4 separate regions of the Mus musculus genome follow, and all the other regions are linked to region 2. The links are chromatin contacts, called in public HiChIP or PLAC-seq maps. All regions are on one chromosome and are shown on one strand. The core of a region is the stretch at or near the end of the contact, and the rest is flanking DNA. Distances in the headings are between cores, read along the strand shown.

Region 1 (2,787 bases), core at 39-2,538, 700 kb before region 2:
AAAAAGACTCACCCAAAAGTGTACAGCTGGGATTCATAGAAAAAGATTCTTCACACCATAGAAATGAGTCCCATATCCCAGGTTCACTGTCACCTGCACACATTGCTTTCCAAGGAAGCAATGGTTCAAAACAGGTCTGGCCTAGATGTATACATTTTAATAAATGTTATTTTTTGAGCCCATATGTACGCATAGAAAAAAGTAAAATTAGATCACTCCTATACTATAGACCGCCAAACAGGTGTTTCTGATATGAAGAAACATTGTTTAAGACCAACCCATAGTCCTTAGTCTTTGGCAGACACCCAGCCTGTACTGGATGGACCTCTGAGACCAACACAATCTCTGTCTCTCTGTGTTCTTTCCATGCCTGGATATATAGAAGCTCTCTCCTTGGCTCCTGTCATCCCTATCACGGGCACTTGGTAAATTATGTACTTAATTATGGAGCAGTCCACAGAAGAACAAGGACAATAATAGCTGATACTTCCTCGGCACTTGTGAAGTGGCAGGCACTGCTCTAAGTGCTCGATAAATGTGAACTCAGAGAATCCCTCCAGCCACGCAGTGGGTAAGTATTATATTTTCATTTTAAAGATCTGGAAGGTCAGACCAAAGACGGATACAGCTCACCCAGGGTCAAGTCATTCATAAATTGGACAGAGCCCAGACTCATAACATGACTTTAGAGAGCCATGATGGACTTGATCCGGGGTCAAGATTGCTTTTTAAACTCACAATTTCTCCTGCAGAGTATGGTATGTAGAGCATGAACCACATACATATCCATGGAACAACACTGATTTGGAAAGACTGATTCGGTACACAGATGTACATGAAACTGTCGCATGCAGTTTGTGTTTCTTCATCAGGGACAGAGAGCTGAATAATCTAAGTGGCTTTGCTCGATAGATGGCTGTCAACTTTGCTGTTTTAGACTATTCTTGATTGCAATGGGGTCCCTATTTGACTGTTTTAAGGGAAGCAATGTTATCATTTTCACCCGTGTTCCCCTGCCTGTCCTACCCCAACACCCAGCCACGGAGAGCCCAGCATGGAAGCAGATGAGGAGAGCGGCACCCTTTTTACCCCCTCTGCGATGACGCACGCTGATGCTCTTGACACCAGCTCACAGGAAATGTGATTACCTTTTTACCTCATCTCGGTGCCTTTTTCTTTTCTGGATTTCACTTCCTGAGAACACGTCAACACCAATATCCCTCTAAAGGCTACAGAGCAGAAACCTAAGTCACCTATGAGTCACCCTTACCCCCCACCACCACACACACACACAACCCTGTGTGAATCCTGCTGCCTATCTCTCTACTCGTTTCAGAAACCACCCTTTCTGTGCCATCTACGTAGCTCAGCTTCCTGGCTCTCCGTGGCCAGCTCTGTCTGTGCCCTCTAAGCCTCAGCGTCCAGCCACGAGTGTCTCCTTTGACTCACCAACCGATGCCTCCCTCATGGCTCCAACCCCGCTTCCCAGCCATCCCATCCCACAGTCCTTTTCCTCCCACAACTTGTCTCATGCACCCCGTGTGACTTCTCAACGGCCACAGCTTACTCCCTGAGGACTTGCCTTCATTTGTAACTGGGAAAGCAGCTTCATAAGTCAGTACTGAGCCCACCCAGTTATCTCCAGCTCCTGTAATCTGAAGAAGCCCCAATGGTCTATAGACCTGGAACAGCAACAGTAAAGACAGACTATTTGTTTAATTTTATACAGACAGATTTTTTTGTTTGTTTGTTTTTTCGAGACAGGGTTTCTCTGTGTAGCCCTGGCTGTCCTAGAACTCACTTTGTAGACCAAGCTGGCCTCGAACTCAGAAATCCGCCTGCCTCTGTCTCCCAAGTGCTGGGATTAAAGGCGTGGGTCACCACGCCCGGCTACAGACAGATTTTTAAATTTATTTTTGTTACTACTTTTAAAATTGTTTGTCTATGTATGTATTAGGGGAGTAGGTATGTAGACATGAATGCAGTACCCATTGAGGCCAGAAGAGGGTGCCTGATCCCACGGAGCTGGAATTTACAAGTGGTTGCGAGACACCTGATACAAATGCTAGGAACCAGACTCTGAACCTCTTCTAGAGCAGTAGGCACCCTTCACCACTGAGCCTTCTCTTCAGAGCCACTCAGTTAGTCTCTTAATCCAGCCTAAATAAATTATCTTGGCACAAATGCATTATACACCACTTCTGTTTAGCTGGCTGATATTTTATAGACTTTCCAACCCTATTTTTACACAACCTCAGAGGATAGAGATATCAAGTTCTCTCTTAATGCTCCAGGCTCGTCACGATCACGTTTCTTCTTTGGAGAAACACTGAAATAAAAGACAAAGTAAACGTCCACCTTGGGGTATGCTTTGGCAGACTCTTCGGCTGTAAGTCACACAACTGAGTGTGGGAATCATGGAGTCAGGTCACAGGAAAGGGCTTCTGGACACACAACGGACAGAAAGTAATTCAAAATCAAACCTGCGCTGTATCAGAGGGGCTTCTGGCAGAGTTCATGCAGGGTTGCACTGAGCAACTTTACTGTGGCTTTGGCTCTGAAGTCACTGCACTTACGGACCGCTACACCATGCGCCACCAGCCATGAAAGCCCAAACCCTCAGGACCACTGTGTGTCACAGGCTGCAGTGTTTACAGTGTCCATACATGTCCTGCTCTACTAGAAATGGAATAGTCTAATTACAGAAATCCAAGGTTTTTAGTATCATTCTAAAATAATATCATTTTGGATATCATTCTTCATCATGTATCAAATTAGTATGTCTTT
Region 2 (2,898 bases), core at 281-2,780:
AAGAGGGGGAGGAGGAAAAGGAAGAGGAAGAGAAAGAGGTAGGATAGGAAGCAAGGCTGTAACTGTGTCTTTTCTGTCTCTCTGAAATCCTCTCTCCCTAGATCCACAACCCTGCAGTGTTATATATACTTCCAGTCTGACTAGCTGCTCAAACAGCTGTGGAAGGTACATGGGAGGAACAGATTGTGGCCTTAGAGAGCTTCTAGGCCCCTGCTTCCATTCAACTGTCTTCTCAGACCCTCCACCCACCATGCTGACTCTGTCAGCCACAAGCAATCCAGGATGCTGGCAATGCAAACTCATGATCTCCTCCTTGCTCTTAATACTGAACTCCTGCTTTCCTGAGCAGCCTAAGAAATGCCCTGCTTCGTGTGGCGGGTGAGGGTGGTGGTGGGGGGGGGGCAGCAACACTGAAAGCTGAGGGTCTGTATACTTCATCACCCATGCCTGCCTTTTTAACGCCAAGTCTTCACTCCTAAATCCCTGGCTAGCAAATCTCCACACAAGAGCAAAGCCCATGGCCAACCTCACCCTCTTGGGTACGAAGCTCCTTCCGGGATGCTCAGTTTCTAAGTGCCATACCACCTATTTTCACAGAGCCTGCTGCGTGGCACACCCTCCTCAACATGCATTTAATTGAGCTGGAATTGGACAAGCTATCTCTCTACCACAACCAGTTCAGCTACTGGGTTATCTATTTTTATCTATTGCACAAAGTAGATAAAATGGCTACAGGGACTGCGGAGCTGGCCTAGCAGTTAAAAGTACTTGCTCTTGCAGAAGACCTGAATTCTATTCCCAGCAACCAAACAGCAGCTCAGAAAAGCTAGCTATAACTGCAGTTCCAGGGGATTCAAAGCCCTCTTCTGTCCTCTGCTGCATGAACATATTGTACATATATGTGCATGTAGGTAAAACATCCATACATGTAAAATACTAATAAATAATTTTTTTTAAAAGATTAGCTTATTGGGTAAAATTTCAGGGGCAGCTGTGGTCAGAGCCATGAGCCCTGCAGTCTTTGGATGGCCTGCAAGCATGCCCTAGCAGGCTATAAACTTACTTCCACGTGCCGTTTCTGAACATAGGCTGGACACTCCAAGAGGAGCCAAAGATGTTAAAAGATTTGGAGAAACAGTCGTTGTAGATCAAGCCGGTGTAGATGGAGAAGATACCCATGAGCAGGATCAAATAGCGCCCATTGAAGAAGATGTTCCACATCTGGTCCAGGAAAAAAGGGTGAGTGTCAGTGGGCTCTGAAGTGATACAGGAGGGGAGAGAGACATGGGATATGTCCAGCATCGGTAGTGTGGGGGAGAGATGACATGACTAAGGCAGACATCATATTCCTACACACACGAGCTTATGTAGGTCAGCTAGAGAACCCTGGGCATTTATTCACTGTGCAAACAAAAGCATGTAAGCCTCACATTCTCTCTTTCCACAGAATGCATGGCTGTGCACACTGAGGCCTCATCTACTAAGTGAGCTGGCATGCTGTGGTCTCCAGCACCTCCAGGAGACAGGCCCTGCGCTGGCCTCTGTCCTATCATCACAGGTCTGTATGCCTTTGGGGCTTTGTCTTCACAGAGACAAAGCACAGTTGGGCTTCTATCTGTCACATCTGCTAGGGAAAGCAGCTTCCTGGGGTGCTGGCTGTGGATATCATTCATTCTAAGAGCTGATGACAAGTCCGTTTGCAATTTTAAATGTCCTCCAAGGAAAATGACCTCTGTTAAACTTGTCATGGAAGACTGAATTGGTCACAAGACTGGCCAGGCTTATGATTAACTCACAGTGACATCACGGCACTCCTTCTAACCAACCCAGTATGTGCCAGAGGTCTGTAGCCATTCTTATAGTCTGGAACATAGCTAAGGGCATGGCTCCACTCTGTCAAGTGTATGACCAAGAGCTTATCTGCCATTAACCAACACAGGCATCCGGGGGCCTCTATATTCACAATACTATGGAAGGAGACCATGCCAAAGTCAGTGAGAAGTGAGGTACCATTAATATCCAGGACTCCTTGGGGTTTCTTAAAAGTTCTGCCATGAACAAAATATTCATGGTACTATATGATAGGTTTTAAAGGAAGTTACAAATAATGTGTGATTCTCGATGGCAATTTTTGAAAAGTACATATTTGTAGACAAGCACAAACACACAGAATGGAAATATATTCAAAAGCATTCATCAAGATCTTTCTCTAGGTTTCTGGACTGTAATCTGACACAATTACCACATATTGCTTTTATAATCAGAGTAAAGAAAGTTTTTAAAATATTAAGAGGAGGCTAGATTTAATTCCAGCGTTCCAGAGGAAGAAGTAAGCAGATCTCTGTGAGTTTGAGACTAGCTCCGATTATATAGTGAGATCCTGTCAATAATAATATGATAATAATGGTGGTGATAATTATGATGGTGATGATGGTGGTAGTGGTGATAATGATGATGGTGATGACGATGATGATGTAACAGGTATAATAGGGCTTGGCACACACAAGGCCCTGGGTTTGTTCCCCAATACCCTCAACCATCAACAAAAATCACTGCTTTGAGTTTGTTTAGCATGCAACATAAACCTGGCATAGCAGTGTATGCCTGCAATCTCAGATCTCCATAAGTAGAAGCAGGAAGCTCAGAAGTAAAGAGTTACCCTTGACTATACAGTGAGCTTGAAGCCACGTGTGGATAGATGAGACTCTGTCTCAAAAGGATATAAATAAATAAACAAATCAATAAAATTTAAAAAGTAAAAGCCAACGTCTTATAATGTCACAAAAAGAAAAAGAAAAAAGATGTGTTCACTACAGCAAGAAACCCCACACTGATTAAGAGTTTTTGTTGAATCGAGTTATTTTTATAAATATATGTTATTCCTTATAGTGACAATCA
Region 3 (2,763 bases), core at 58-2,557, 580 kb before region 2:
TTTTGTGTTTCACAGTGGACAGCCAACTAGAGCCAAAATGAGCCTATGCTGGACACAACATGATCAGGCTCAGGACATGACAGTGGCTACACCTCCAACTATAAAAGCTGGTCCTTCCATCAGACACTTTGACTACTCACAGTCTCCAAATGACACAGGATACACATGTTCATAAGTCATGTTATTCATATATTCATGTACGAATGCAAACACATACAGTGTGACTCCCATAAAACATCCTCAGGCCAGGAATTGTCTCCAAGGACAGAGCTCGGATAATTCAGCTAAAGGTTTAAAGTTTTTCACAAATAACCACTGAACTTTACAGCATTCTGGGTCACTACAGAGAGTGCACAGTGGCCGACAGGTATGGGTGCCCAGCAATCACAAGCGATGGGTGTCAGCCATGTTTTAGATCTGCCATCCCATCATGAGGAAGAATGGAAACTTGGTGGTTGAGAGCTTGCAGCTCCAGCACATGGAAAGCATGGACTTCACAAAGAGTCTCAGGTCAAAGCAGAAATAACAAACCCAGACCAACACTGTGTATAAGCCCACTACGGGCACATGAGGACAGAAGGCTTTGAATATGTCTGGAAAACCTGCTCATTCACTGTCACACTTATTCAGGTGAAAGGCTCACTGAGGCTGGGACAAGTAAAAGCAGGTGTTCCCAGGATATCTGCACCTCACAAGCTGGGCTCTGCCTGCAATGTGATGTATTGTGATCAGCAACCCTGTACATGTTTATTCACTATTTATCTATGTAATTGTGCACTGTTCCATTCAAAACCAAGTGTCACTGACATTGTAGGCAAGCACTCAGCTAATAGCCTGCAAATTAACACAAGCTAAAATATTAATGGTGCACAGAGGTGAAGCAGAAACAGTGTGTGGTTACATTTAGATACAGGGGGCAGAAGATGGCACCCTGCAGACTGAGGGGCAACAATACACCAAGCTCACAACAGAGAATCTGAGACAATGAGGCAGGGGATGCGGTTCAGACATTTGAGTTGAGGAAGCCGCCATGTCCACTGTTTCCTCCTCTCAAGGACAAAGTGACTTTTGAAAAGATGGAGGCCTACCAAGAGATAAATATGGGTGATTCTCAGGAAGCTCTCTGAGAAACACTTCCAGCTACTTCTTCAAATCTAAGTGTGTCCAAGGATGCTTGGAACAGTTTTGTAGAGAGTTGATAGATGACTGAGCACTGGATTCCCCTTGTTATTCTCAGAGTTAACTGAGATGAGGCCTCTGTGACCTCACAGGGTAAACCCCTGTCCTAATATCAATAGTTTCTTAGTCTGAGGACAACTCAGAGCCCAGCAAGAGGGCTGTGATTCACAGTGAGCACATGTGTCTGCTAAGGTTTGGACTGTTTTCTGGGAAGAACATGACCTGAATAACTCACTCATGTGCAGCACTTCTTCATTGGGATCCTTATGAGATAGGAAGACTAAATGTAGTGAGAGACATGACGTGTTCTGCCTGAGGACAGCGCATCCTAAGAAGAACTAAAAGCAGCAGTTATCAGAAGTCTCATAGCAATAGTACTGACCACTAAAGAAAACAGATTCAGAAAACTCCTCCCCTTACCAGGGAGAGAGGACTTGGAATGATGCCACACAGGTGTATCTGCCCAGGACTTGAGCCCCCAGCCTAGGACAGGAAGGAGGGAACAGTGCTATTGCCATACTCACATTTGACCATCACTCATAGCTTATCCAGGGAAGGAGGCAAAGCATCCCTGGCACTGGTGTCTGATCTTCCCTGAGGACTTCAGTCCCTGGCAGTAGCAATCTTTGCATGTGTACACAGAAAGCTGCCACAATATGGGACAAACATTAATGTCACTATCACAGGAAACACCATGACAGTACCCTCTCCTCTCATTCTATACTAATATACATTTGTCTTTGTTTTGAATTAAGATGTGCATTATACCCTTCCAAGTTCCTCCACTGACACATGGGTCCTTGAGAGAATGTCCTAGATTGAAGGAAATGGCCTTAAGTCAACTTAGTCAAACATAGATAACTCACCACATAAGTATCTGTGGTCATTGTTTAACTTCCTGAAATTTGTCATGCTTTGTGTTGCTTGCCTTTAAAAGTCACCGATAAAATACACTCATTGCTGGCACAGTGTTGGCCAGTAGCCCTCCCATATCTGTCTCTTGTATCTTCTTTCTGTGTTTTTAATAATCATTCTCACTTCCAAGTTGTGGTTTTCTCAGTGACTGACCAGCAGGCTCCAGTAGAATGGTGTCCAGTGGGAGGCTCAGCTATGGGAGACAAAGTGAAGGATACCATGAAAAAAGAGGAGGAGGAGGAGGAGGAGGAGGAGGAGGAGGAGGAGGAGGAGGAAAGAAAAATGGGAATAACCGTATGCTTTTTGTGCAAAAGCTTAATATGCTTTGCTAAAGAAGGGTAACAACAATTACATAATATTTTAGATTTTGTAGAAAAAGTTTGTTCTTGGTTTCTTGAGGAAACAATAAATTTAGTAACTGTTTTAGTTAGGGTTTTACTGCTGTGAACAGACACCATAATCAAAGCAACTCTTATAAGGACAACATTTAATTGGGGCTGGCTTACAGGTTCAGAGGTTCAGTCCATTATCATCAAGGCACAAGCATGGCAGCATCCAGGCAGTCATGGTGCAGGCAGAGCTGACAGTTCTATATCTTCATATAAAGGCTACTATGAGGAGACTGGCTTCCAGGCAGTTAGGATAAAGGTTTTAAGCCCATGCCTATAG
Region 4 (2,959 bases), core at 408-2,907, 740 kb before region 2:
GATTACCATTGGTCAAGGTGAGAACAGTATATGCTATCTGGTGAACATCTCTGAGCATCCAAAGTCTTGAGCCCAAGACAGATGAGTTCTTTAATTTTTGTTGCAAACTCTCACTGCAACACCATATAACTCCCCTCAGGGAGTCAGAGACTCTGAGATATCAGAGCAAGCTAAATGTCCTCCTCGCTCTCTGGTCTTCCAAGATCCACATCGCCCCACCCCACCCCAAGTCAGAACTCCAAAGGGGGTGTCAGGGCTTATCAGAGAAGGAATCTGGAGCACTAGGGACTTCTGTTAACTCTCTGTGGAATTCTTGAGAATTCCTGGTGCTACCCAGGGAGTCCAGTGGCCACTCCCAGAACACCCCACCTGCAAACAGAGATGCTCTACTCTTACACATGGGTTGGGATCCCTTGCAGAGAGCTCGGAAAGCCAACTGCAGGCAAACAAAAACAAGGTGGTGACTTACCCACGGAGGCTGTGTATGGCTCTGACAGAGGATGCTGGCTGGGCAGAGCCATCTTGGTGGCAGAAGGATAAGGCCCATAGCCTTGAAAGAAGCTTCCAAATGCAACAGCAAAGCAAAGCACAACGACCTAGAGGTAAGGAGAGAACACGGGGAGCTGTAGAGCTCAGACTGTGGGTGGCTGACCTCTGGGAACAAGGGACAAGAAAGAGCACAAGTCTGTTAGGGGTCAGGTCACCCTCACTTGTGTCCTTGAAATGACGAGACAAGGGGAAGCCTTGGAACGGGATGTATGGTCTCTCTGGCTTCATTCATTGTTAGCATTTTCAAGGTAGGGGAGTCTGGAAATGGGGGGCTTGCCAGGGGAGGAAGTCCCTTTGGGAAACTCACCATGAGGCAGGTGCCAGTCTGTGTGCCAGCTAACTTGCAGGTTCGAGAGACCTTCCCCATCACCAAAGTCTGAAGCTTCTGAAGTTGCTGAAGGAGAGTCCTGCCACGGTGATAAGTGAAAGTCAGGAAGGGGCACGTGAGAGCGAGCTGCTCTGAACGACTCTCCCGCAGAAGTCATAGCGGCTTCACACCTGTGACTGAGCAGGGTCTGGAAGCACGGCAAAAGGACTACACCTGGGCGGGTGTCCTTTGGACTACACCTGCTGGCAGCGCCACCGCAGAACCCCCTGGAGCTTCAGAGTCAGCCTTGACAACAGCTCTGCAGCCTGCAGCTGTTCTGGGCAAGAGAGGAGCCCCCAAATCAACCCTGACAGGCAGAAACTTGTCTGTCAGCCAATGAGGGAAGAAAAGGACACTCTGGTTGGATGACTCCCCTCTCTCCAAGTTCCTATGTTCAGACTGAAGCTGCAATATAATGATAATAGGCAGGGGGTGTGGGGTGAGTAGCCTTGAGAATAGAGTTTTAATAACAGGACGAGTGCCCACATAAGGGGCTAAAAGTACAGTTCTTCACTACATGGGAACACAGCTAGGAGCTGTCGTTTTTTTCTTTGCACCAGAAGGCAGCCTTTACCAGACACCGAATCTGCCAGCACCTTGATCTTGGCCGCCTCTGCCTCCAGTACAGCAAGAAATGCATTTCTGTTGTTTCCAAGCCAGTCCTTTTATGGTATTGTGTTACAGCAGTCTGAACTGACTAGGGCAGTGGTAATTACAAAGGAGGCTCGTTTCACCAAGAGATGAGAGACACTGATCTATAAAAACAAAAACAAGAGAAGGAGAGAAACAAAGGCCGGCAGAGAACAATAGCAGGAGGGGCCAGAGGTGGTGGCTTGACTGGAAATGGCCAGTCCATCAGTGAGCGGCAAGTTTACACAGAGCACTCTGCAGAGGAAGGGAGGGAGCAGGGAAGAGGAGAGAGGGAAAGGGGGATGGTACTCCCCAGCTAGGACAACTGTGGATGTTCAGAGATGAGGACAGCAGTATACACACTGTAATATCAGGATGTTGTGTGGGAGCATCTTTGCAAATCCTAAACCAAGAATGGCAAGACATAGCAGGGGTCTGGCAGCACATCCTCCCAGGTTAGAGTGTCTCCCGGGACTCAGGGGGACTAGCATAAAGCCTGGGACCCCTGCCTCATTCTCATCAGCTCTGCTCAAGGCCGGCATCCACTACAAAATGGAAAGGGTTTGTGAGAACATACGGTCTGAGTATCAAAGATTTTCAGAAAACAGCGAACCGTGATGGAATGTTTGAAAGCCAGGCAAGAAGAATTCTGGGATTTCCTCACATCTTGCTTGCCATCACAGCCTACCCGCGGCATGTCTTTCCAATGATGAAAACACATGCAAGCTTTTCTGAGGTTTGTAATTCTGTCCTGCCCAGTATCAAAGACATGAATTCTCTTAGTTTAAGCAAGGGTAGGCTGGCTTTGAGATGGTTTTCCTTTCTGCAGTATCAGTGGAGGTAGACTTGGTGAAAGAATTTGAACAGCCCTCAGCACACATGGTAGAAGGCTTTCTAAACTCAAAAAAATCTCCCTGTGGTCCTACCCACTCTGTGTTTTTTGCCATGTGGAATAATTTTAGGATAGCAAGATAATATTTCCTATGGAAGGCTATTGTACTCAATCATACTTTTCATTTTGGCTATATAAAAGCATGACCAGATGGGGTTAGACATGACCCTTATTAATTTATCAAAGTAGGATTTGCTTTAAAAGCACACTGCATGTTGCTCAAGGTGAAGAAATGCTGATAGCACACTTATTTTAAATTCCACTTTAAAAGTTCATAACCAAGAGTCCCTGTGCTGCAGAACTTTCTTCTGTCGTAGAATTTCCTCTCTGTCCTGCCTAAGCTTCCTCAGAAGCCTCTGCACTACCCACCAACACAGCCCCCACCGCAGCAGCACCAGATACTGAGTGAGCTCTTGCCTGGCCAATGGCTCAGTGGAACTCATTCTACAGACTTGCCATCCTGCCAGCCGTAGCATGTGTGTGTGTAGCATGTGACTGTCATCTGTAATGCCAGCCCCAAG

What was found. HiChIP or PLAC-seq counts read pairs in DNA pulled down with a chosen protein or histone mark.
Region 1: a FOXA1 HiChIP or PLAC-seq map of pancreatic cancer cells shows a contact between it and region 2. The contact joins two enhancer-like sites. A contact is called at or near these places in 17 of 484 Hi-C or Micro-C datasets (the AML12 cell line, B cells, the G1E-ER4 cell line and 5 more) and 4 of 115 datasets of contacts at active chromatin or transcription factors (embryonic stem cells, epiblast stem cells, extraembryonic endoderm stem cells and 1 more).
Region 3: a contact with region 2 is called in an HNF4G HiChIP or PLAC-seq map of pancreatic cancer cells. The contact joins two enhancer-like sites. A contact is called at or near these places in 2 of 15 datasets of contacts at CTCF or cohesin (large pre-B cells and pro-B cells), 18 of 484 Hi-C or Micro-C datasets (B cells, CD4 T cells, CD4 single positive thymocytes and 9 more), 3 of 115 datasets of contacts at active chromatin or transcription factors (embryonic stem cells and pancreatic cancer cells) and 2 of 9 other capture datasets (adipose tissue and embryonic stem cells).
Region 4: an H3K27ac HiChIP or PLAC-seq map of extraembryonic endoderm stem cells shows a contact between it and region 2, with 4 times the contacts expected there. The contact joins two enhancer-like sites. A contact is called at or near these places in 3 of 484 Hi-C or Micro-C datasets (B cells, Sertoli cells and peritoneal macrophages), 3 of 115 datasets of contacts at active chromatin or transcription factors (astrocytes, embryonic stem cells and extraembryonic endoderm stem cells) and 1 of 9 other capture datasets (adipose tissue).

Annotation. Positions count from the first base shown.
Region 1 is chr6:37,369,528-37,372,314 of GRCm38.p6, forward strand. The region is part of intron 2 of Creb3l2 (cAMP responsive element binding protein 3-like 2); the gene reads right to left. Among named protein-coding and RNA genes, the nearest start is that of Gm33275, 47 kb to the right of the region's middle. Within about 2 kb of position 1,289, at least 38 of the 459 cell types and tissues checked have an H3K27ac peak or open chromatin away from gene starts, as enhancers often do. A contact at or near this core is called in pancreatic cancer cells, where this site is marked.
Region 2 is chr6:38,070,786-38,073,683 of GRCm38.p6, forward strand. Atp6v0a4 (ATPase, H+ transporting, lysosomal V0 subunit A4) reads right to left here. Exons shown (of 21, transcript NM_080467.3): 13 at 1,064-1,221. Among named protein-coding and RNA genes, the nearest start is that of Svopl, 25 kb to the left of the region's middle. Within about 2 kb of position 1,531, at least 35 of the 459 cell types and tissues checked have an H3K27ac peak or open chromatin away from gene starts, as enhancers often do. A contact at or near this core is called in extraembryonic endoderm stem cells and pancreatic cancer cells, where this site is marked.
Region 3 is chr6:37,493,119-37,495,881 of GRCm38.p6, forward strand. No RefSeq gene overlaps it. Among named protein-coding and RNA genes, the nearest start is that of Akr1d1, 36 kb to the right of the region's middle. Within about 2 kb of position 1,308, at least 9 of the 459 cell types and tissues checked have an H3K27ac peak or open chromatin away from gene starts, as enhancers often do. A contact at or near this core is called in pancreatic cancer cells, where this site is marked.
Region 4 is chr6:37,335,359-37,338,317 of GRCm38.p6, forward strand. Creb3l2 (cAMP responsive element binding protein 3-like 2) reads right to left here. Exons shown (of 12, transcript NM_178661.4): 9 at 857-956; 10 at 470-596. Among named protein-coding and RNA genes, the nearest start is that of Dgki, 37 kb to the left of the region's middle. Within about 2 kb of position 1,658, at least 68 of the 459 cell types and tissues checked have an H3K27ac peak or open chromatin away from gene starts, as enhancers often do. A contact at or near this core is called in extraembryonic endoderm stem cells, where this site is marked.